2 separate regions of the Mus musculus genome follow, and region 1 is linked to region 2. The links are chromatin contacts, called in public promoter capture Hi-C maps. All regions are on one chromosome and are shown on one strand. Each heading gives the region's core, a stretch centred on a gene start, on an enhancer-like site or on the middle of the called end of the contact. The rest is flanking DNA. Distances are from core to core; before and after follow the strand shown.

What was found. Promoter capture Hi-C pulls out the DNA fragments that hold promoters and counts their contacts.
Region 1: a contact with region 2 is called in a promoter capture Hi-C map of stem cell-derived epiblast-like cells, with 2.5 times the contacts expected there. The contact joins the enhancer-like site here to the promoter of Npy5r in region 2. A contact is called at or near these places in 7 of 39 promoter capture datasets (the 3T3-L1 cell line, embryonic stem cells, hippocampal neurons and 2 more), 3 of 115 datasets of contacts at active chromatin or transcription factors (embryonic stem cells and neural progenitor cells) and 1 of 9 other capture datasets (pancreatic islet).

The regions. Positions count from the first base shown.
Region 1 is chr8:67,084,532-67,088,519 of GRCm38.p6, reverse strand. No RefSeq gene overlaps it. Among named protein-coding and RNA genes, the nearest start is that of Gm24274, 130 kb to the left of the region's middle. Within about 2 kb of position 2,054, at least 8 of the 459 cell types and tissues checked have an H3K27ac peak or open chromatin away from gene starts, as enhancers often do. A contact at or near this core is called in stem cell-derived epiblast-like cells, where this site is marked.
Region 2 is chr8:66,685,644-66,690,081 of GRCm38.p6, reverse strand. Npy5r (neuropeptide Y receptor Y5) reads left to right here and starts at 1,988. Exons shown (of 2, transcript NM_001358958.1): 1 at 1,988-2,201.

The DNA of each region.
Region 1 (3,988 bases), core at 805-3,304, 400 kb before region 2:
CTACATAAGAATACAACCTGTGCCTTTGCCAAGGGCCTCTCACGGGCCTGACCTTGCATCCAAAGGCGAACATTCTGTGCACTTGCAGACTTTCATTTTCTACTGATCCACAGGAATGGATCCAAAGCAAATTATATAGAAACTTGCATGGCATGGTTTTGATTCTAGGACAGGGACAAGTAGACAAAGCAGAACTAAACCTTTGCATGTAACAGGTCTATTTACAAATTCCTACCAATTAAGTCTGTTTCATCCTCTATAAGCCAAGAATTCCCACAACATTGGAGCTTGTTTTATAAAATAGCAATAATGAGGAAGATATCATGCCAGAAATTTGAGGTGATCCGAGACCTAGGTATGCATGTCTTTATGTATAGGCACCACACATACACAAACACTAAAAACTGTAGCTGGATGGCATTTCACAGCATCTCTTGAGGATAGTCCTGACCAAGTACAAATGTTTCCATATTGAATATGAGCAGAGTAGAGGTGCATCATGAGAGGCTAGGACTCTTAAGGGGCAGCTGAGCCTTTTGTATTGCTTTTATCTCTTGTGCCCAACTTGACACAGTACAGAAGCGCTGACCATTGTCACAGTAGGACTCACAGGTGCACAGTGACCCTGAATCAGAAATAATTACAACCATGGGGAAAAGGCTGCCTGTAACTCAATTGTGGTTATTATAGACTTTGCATGAGCAGGAAATAAATGCTAACCATACTTAAGTAATTATGCATATGTTGTTGTAGGAAAACTTATGACCTCTGCTGGCAACACATTGTTCACACAATCTTTTTTGTAGATTAGTTGAACATAAACAATAAAACTGCTATAAAAGCAGAGAGTTTAGACTGGTTGGGTGGGATCTTAATACTAGCTGCACTGTGCACAGTTTGTAACCTTAGAAAACTCATAAGTCTTATACCATACTTTTTTTTTGCAGCTTTCAAATGGTAATTATAGTAGTACATGCCCAAAATAGTTTTGTAAAAATTGACTCAATACCATAAACTATAGAAACAAAATGTGAATTTACTTATATTCTAAATAATTATTTGCTTATAATAGTGTTTTTAAATCAGTAAGTTAAGTCATTTATTCATCTCCTGTCTTTTTCTTTAATCCAATTGCATAAGATTTTGCTTATGCATGTAAAATAGCTTGAATATGAAATGTCGTGCACAGGGTGGTGTTTGAACACTTGGTTCCCCGACACTGGTATTCTTTGGAAAGGTTTTGGAACATTTAGGAGGGTAGAGGCTTGCTAAAAGAAGTATGTCACTGGGGGTGGGCTTTGAAATCTTATACCCTGCCCCTACTTATTGCTCTGTCTCCTGAGTGTAAATATTGAAAGGACTCTGGCTAGTTTAAGTGTAGCAAACTAGCTCTGGCAGACCTTGTCCTTCTTTCTCATTCCCTCTGCCTTGCTAAAATTCAATAGATTACATTCCTAAAGCTAATCACCAAGGTCTATTCCTTTATTTGGCCAATTCTTCCTCTGGAGGCTGACTATCATGGTCTACCTATAAATGTTTTAAAATCAAGTAAGCAATAGCCCCCTTTAGCTCACCTAATTAACATGCCTAATTAAAATGAAACACTGCATCCTAACACAGGGTTTCCACTTTTATCTTTATAAACTGTCATTTTCCTATGGGCCACATCTCCCCTCTATTCAGAGGCAGTTCTTTGGCTCACTCCAGGACAAACACCCTTGCTCCCTTTCCCTTGTTCCCCTGCTCTTCTCCTTCATTCCCTATCTCCTGTTCTTGTTTCCTATTCCCTTCAGCCCTCTGTCCCTCTGGAGTAAATAAATCTCCTTTGTGCTGAGAATTTGGACATGAGAGCCTTGAGCTGATCCTTTTCCTTTCAAATATAATATGCTTAGCCAGCCTGCTCCAGCCACCATGCCTTTTCTACCTATTACCAAGACTCTATCCTTCAGTAACCATGTCAAAATAATCACCCTTTCCCCTGAGTTGCTTTTCCCAAGCTATCTTAGCATAACAATGGAAATGTTAAGAGTGATTTAAATGATAATAAAGACACAAATGAACCCTGAGCTCTTTATCAAACATTGAGCTGAATACCCATAGTGTAACCATCTTGACAGCTAAAGAGACCGGTTTTTTAAAGCCAGCACCTGTGCCCTTTCATCCAGCTATTAAGTCTATTGAAACAATGCATCTCAGGAATTTTCCAAGAAGCCATGCTGGCAAAAGACAGAGGCAGAAACCTTGGTGACAGCCAGAGAAGAAATTTGCCTTTAAGAAAGAGATGTCACACTGTACTGACAAATTAACATCTTCGTGTTTCCTGGATTTGTTAAATATTTTCTATAAAAATTTAACCCTCCACAAAAAAAAGGTGAAGTGAAGCGAGGAGTCTTTCTCTACTGGCTTTGCCCAAGCTATAAATAAATCCATTCTTAGAAGGTCTATGAATATAAATGTCTCCTAAGAAAACAGTACCTATTGACCACTCTTGTTATCTATAAATATTAAATGCAGGTTTTAAAAGAAATCATAAACCCAGAATAGCATGTATTAAATAGAAAATTTGGCATTAGCCAAACAATTACAATGACTACAAAGCTGACAGGGATGGTAATTAAAATCAGTTGTATGGAAAGCTGAGGCCCAATCAGTAATGTCAATGGGACTCTAAACAGCTCTTTAGAGAACAGGAAACACACACACAACCACAAAAAAATAAATAAATAAATTTAAAAAATAAAAAAAATTTAAAAATCCAGGAGAGCTAAAGATTTTAGAAATATTTAGGTCTTTGTGTGGACTTCCCATTCTGCTTATCTGAAAGAGAAAAACATTTCACTTCTCGCAGAAAGTTTGGAGAGAGTTATGTTCTAGAAGGTATAACAGAAGATTGAGAACTAGGTAGGCGACTATAAGGTCTATCTGCACCAGAGAATCCATCACTGAGAACAAACACACAGAACTGAGCCAACTGTGCCAGCTCATCACATCTGTAATCCCAGCACTCAACAGGCAATGATAAAAGAATAACAAGTTCCAGGCCAGACTGGGTTCAGTAGCAAGACTCTGTCTCACAATACCTAAACAAAATCAAACCAGAAAAGCACAGGGACAATGTTGAGTGTTCTACCCTTGTTATTATCCATGAAGACTTAATTTTTCTCTATTCTGTTAGGCTCAGGGTTAGAGAGATGTGTATCAAATTGAAAAAAATGACAGATTAATGAGGAGAGGAAGAATAATGTTCACATGTAGATGAAATTTACCAAAAGTAGCTTCCTCATTAAAGCTAGAGGGGTAGTCACTTACCCTAGTGAAGGCCAGGAAGTATATCAGAGAAAAGCTTCTACATGAAGAACAAATGTGTTTCTTTGGGAATATCAACTGGAACTTAACAGAACACCAGGAAAGAAGAATGTCTGTAATATTTCTTTATGTGGGTGCAGGTCTAATTTTTAATGTTTATTTCAAAACCAAATGTTCCCCTGGAGAGGGAGATGACCATGTCTTCCTGGGAGAAGATCCTCATGAAGTGGGATGTCTGGCAGCTTCATCTCCCAGAAATTGCTGCTTTAAGTCTGATAAGAAAAGTCCCTGGAGATTTCCAGATGCATCCATTGAATAGCAAATGACTTCACCTTTTGCTATCAACTCTGGTCATCTAAATGGGCCACATTTTATCACACATGTTTTCCAAACATGATTGCCTTCAACACAAAACTGAAACTCGTGTTTCCTTTTAGTAGTGAGAGAGGATTGCAGTCAGTGATCAGCTTATAGACAAACTATTTATAGTATATGATGTAATAAGATAGTGGGTAACACCAAGCAGCACACTAAGCCAAGGCAGTTCCATGTGAAAGGGATTTTCGTGAGAGAGACAAGGGAGTGGCAGGACGAGTGGAAGGGAAGAGATAAAAGAAAGAAAGAGAGTGAGGAGGGGGTGTTCTCCTTATTTATATGGAAAATGATGTAACCCAAGTAAGGT
Region 2 (4,438 bases), core at 739-3,238:
TTGTGTAAGGTGTATACATGTGCATGCTTACTTGCACATATATGTGTAAACACCAGAGGTGGCCAATCTCCACCTTAGCGTTTGATACAGGATCTGTCATTGAACGAGGAGCCCGCTGTTTTAGCTTTTCCTTCTGACCAGCAAATCACCAGGGTCTTGTGTTCTTGTGGGTGAAGTGCCACACACAGCTTTAACATGGCTGCTGAAGTTGCAACCTCGGTTGTCACACTTGTGAGGCAAGCACTTTACCGCTGACCTTTCCTTTTGGGGCTTGTGTGTTTAGGGAGGAAATGAAAACAGGCAAGTTCAGAATCATCTCAGTGCCATATGAGCCATTCTTTTCAACATAGCGCTAAGAGCAAATGTGTGGAAAAGGAAAAAACTTGTATTTTTGACATGGGATAGACAAGAGTATGTAGCACAGCTATATTTTTGGGAAGACATCCACCACGGGTGTCTCTAAGAAGCTGTTTGAAAACTCACTGTGCATTTGGAAGGGTGTGTGTCAGACTGCAAGGGACAGGAGAATAAATACCCACCTGGCAACATATAGTGTGTGAACTGCACAATAGCTGACATTAAGAAAGCCTAAGATGGGCCAGGTGTGGTGGTGCACACCTTTAATCCCAGCACTTGGGAGGCAGAGGCAAGAGGATTTCTGAGTTTGAGGCCAGCCTGGTCTACAAAGTGAGTTCCAGGACAGCTAGGGCTATGCAGAGAAACCCTGTCTTGAAAAACCCAAACCAAACCAAACCAAAAAAAGAAAGCCTAGGACCAATCCCTTGTTTGCTAAGCTTTTGTTTATTAAAAGCCAGTCTCCTCTCTTCCCTCACTGCAGGATCCCAGGACCCTGCACAGGTACCTTCTGTGTTCAAATATTGGGACAAATATAGTGATTCTGAAATGAAGCCCAGTAGAATCAGATGATATTTTCTTGAAGCCCTTTTGAAGTTCTTGGATTCCTTGGGCTGAGGGAACGGCATACACTACAGTTTCCTTGAGTACTGACTGCTAAATTAGCAGAAACAGGCAAATATCTTCTGACCTTTGAGACACAGCAAGTGCTGCCCCAGGGGCATGGGATAAAAGTCAAGGGACCAAAGTCCTCTTCAGTCGACACAGTGCCTTGGGGTTACAGTTCAGGCAATGCTAAGCACTGTAATCGTGATGGTGTAGGAAATACACTGTTGTTATGGCAGGCCAACCGAGGATTGGCCAAATACTGTGACAATCTTGCACAAAAGGATACAGATCTGTCAATCTTAAAAATGAAAATCAAGCTTTGGTGCAACAGGACAGGGTTTTATTTGTTTCTATTTGTTCATTTCCTTAGGTTGTCTTTATGTTTTTGAAAGATGACAAAACACCGCTGCCCCCTGCCCCCTCCCATACACACTCACGCGTTTTGATACGGAAAGCTTCCAAGAAGGGCTGACTCCATTTCACCCCCACTTCCCAGCTCCCTCTGCTCCATGTCCCTCGCTCACACCCACACACTACTACCCCTTAGAGTAGGAGTTGATCCTATTGTCTATTTTGCACGCTTCATCACAGCCTGTTCCCTGCAGGTTTAGGTCAATTTCTCACCCAGACTTCTTTATGTTAGAAAGGCAAGAAGATGTTCTGTTTGGGATTTTGTGATATTTTCCCCCCTCTCATAAAGAAAACATGGACCTTGAAGGTTTTTCTCACAAAAGCTATCGGAAAAAAACGCCTACTCTCATAGAAGCCACTATGGGGTTGAGGATAGGAAAGACAACCATCCGTGGGACCCCTAAGTTAACTCCTGCAACTAGAGAACAGGGTAGTGGGGATGCATCCTGTAGCCCTAGAGCGGCTGCCCGGGGCCTCCAAACAGACACACGGGCACCGGGATGTACCTAAATTGGACTATGGAGGCCAGGAACAGGCGATCTTGAGCCGGGTGTCCGGGGTCTCAGGGACTGTCACGTGTTCCCGAGGCTCTTCTAAAACCCTGGCGGCTCCGGGGCCCCTCCTTCCCACCGCCGCCTCCAGGTCCTGCTCCTGCTGCCACCGCTTCCATCTCAAGCAGAAGCGACCGCACTCAGCCGCGTACCCCGGAGTCCAGGCACCCGCAGCGGCCAGGGCATCCCGAGGTACCCACTCCAGGCCTCGCCTGCCCCTACGAGAAGCCCACGTCCCTATCCTGGGTTCTGGAGCATCTTGTGGTTTCCAAGAGGGTGGGTTGCGGACCGGGAGGCAGCCTGATTGAGAAAGGGGATGGAGGTGGAGAAACCGCAGTTGTCAGGCGGCGGGAAGGGAGAGCGGGGGAAACGGTTGCAGTTGAATCCTTCCTAGTCTGGCAGGTCCCTCTGGTGCCAAACTCACAGAGGAGCAGGTTCTTGCCAGACCCTATCAGATTGTCCCGGGAGGGTCCCTAGTATGGGAAGGAGGGATGGACGAAGCTCAGTCCCCGCTTTGGCTTAGGGGAACGCGGGGTACAGCTCGGTGGGCGTCTGAGGTAAGGGAACCACAACCCACGGGGTGCCCACTCAGGTTGTCAGCCCTAGCTGAGCTCTGGCTATGTCCAGGATGCGGCGATTCAGCTGCCTTCATGTCCCACAGCTGGCCACACACAGGGAGACAGCTGTGCACTTGGGTTTGCAAGGTGGCTTGTAAGTCAACTGCTAGCAGGAAATAGCCATCCACACACCTGAGTTCCAAGGGGGTAAAAAGGAATTCTTATCTGTAAGTTTACAGACCTATAGTACAGCTATTCAAAGAACATACTGTTAGATGGAAGCCAAAAGAAGAAAAAGAAAAAGAAAATGAAGGTTTGATGTAAGCTTGTGCCCAAGACTGGGTGCATTTCAAATTCCAGATGTCTCAAGAAGAGGGAGGGAGAGAGAGAGAGAGAGAGAGAGAGAGAGAGAGAGAGAGAGAGAGAGAGAGAGAGAGAGAGAGAGAGAGAGGAGAGAGAGAGACCTGCTGTTAAGAATCTAGAATAAGGAGAAGGGTGGTGGGTACTGCATGCTCGGTAGCTGAAGAGTACTGTGCTTATTTGTCCAGGGCCATCTTTTGCAGAATTTTGCCTTGCAGAACAACACACACTACGTGGAGTCATGGAATTGTGCCATCGCTGCAAAGCCACAGCAAACAGGCAGAACTACATGTATCCGATTCTTCTGCATGGTTGGCATCTTTTGCGAGAATGATACATATTTTTATTAAGCAGGGAATTAACCTAAGAGTGAAACCTTATTTAAGTGCAAAGACCCGTCTCTCTCTAAGCTTGGCTCACTGTCCTTTCTCCCCTTAGTCAAAGAAAGAACTTAACTCAGCTCCGCTCTCAAAAGCTTTAAAGTTTATTCAGACTTCACTTGTCTTGGCGTTCCATACAGACCAATTTATAAGAAAATTACAGGAAATCCTCACAATGAACGCGCGCGCATGCGCACGAGCACACACACACACAGTACACACACACACACACAGTACACACACACACAGTACACACACACACACAGTACACACACACACACACACACAGTACACACACACACACACAGTACACACACACACACACACACACACACACACACACACACACACACACACACACACAGTGTTCCTTGGGAACATTCCAGCATGCCAGGTGGAACTTGTGACCGTGAGAAAGGTTGCCATGTAAGAAAGAGAAGAGGGTAGAAATGAAGAACTCATGTGGCTTGCAACATTCTGCAATAATCAATATTCCTTTATGTAATTGTCAAAGCACCCCCTCCTTCACACCTTCGAAAGTTATCTAGGGTGAATTAACAGTCTCTTATGGCATTGTTTTCATCGTCTATGAAGTATTTGTGCTGTATCAAACTCGTGGGAGTTGGTTATTGCAGTGATGGGAAGCAGATCACTGCGTAGACTGAGGGTTCTGTGACTCATTTGCTTGTTTCAAAAAGAGGAAAAAGTGAAGGGGCAAATGTAAGCAGGGCAATCTTTTGCTTTGTTGTTTATCTCCTTATTTTGATTTCCAGTGGCTCCTCTACTTCACATTTTCAACTGGAAACCAGATGATTTATATCTATCTTGTTGGGCAAAACTGCTTCCTAGTGGTTAAACCGTCCTGTAACTGTAAGGAGGCCGTTTTAAAGAAAGCAATTGATGTGTCCTCCCACACATATTGAAGTGTCTATAATTTGGTGGTGAGAAGTCTTCAAGGGAGCTAAGGTCTGGAGAAGGTATCTCGTGTTGGAGGACCTTAGCCGTCATGTGTGTGGATGTCCATGAGTGACAGGCAGATGATGTGGCCATCTTCACACGCAGAACAGCATGCTGAGCATATTAGGTGCTCAGTAAACACTTGCTTAATGGCAAGGTGTAACTCATCTTACACAGATATCCATTAAAGTGGCATCCATTTTAAATTACCTATGGCTTGACTTTCCTAAGATACAGAAATAATTTATAAAAGTGCTAT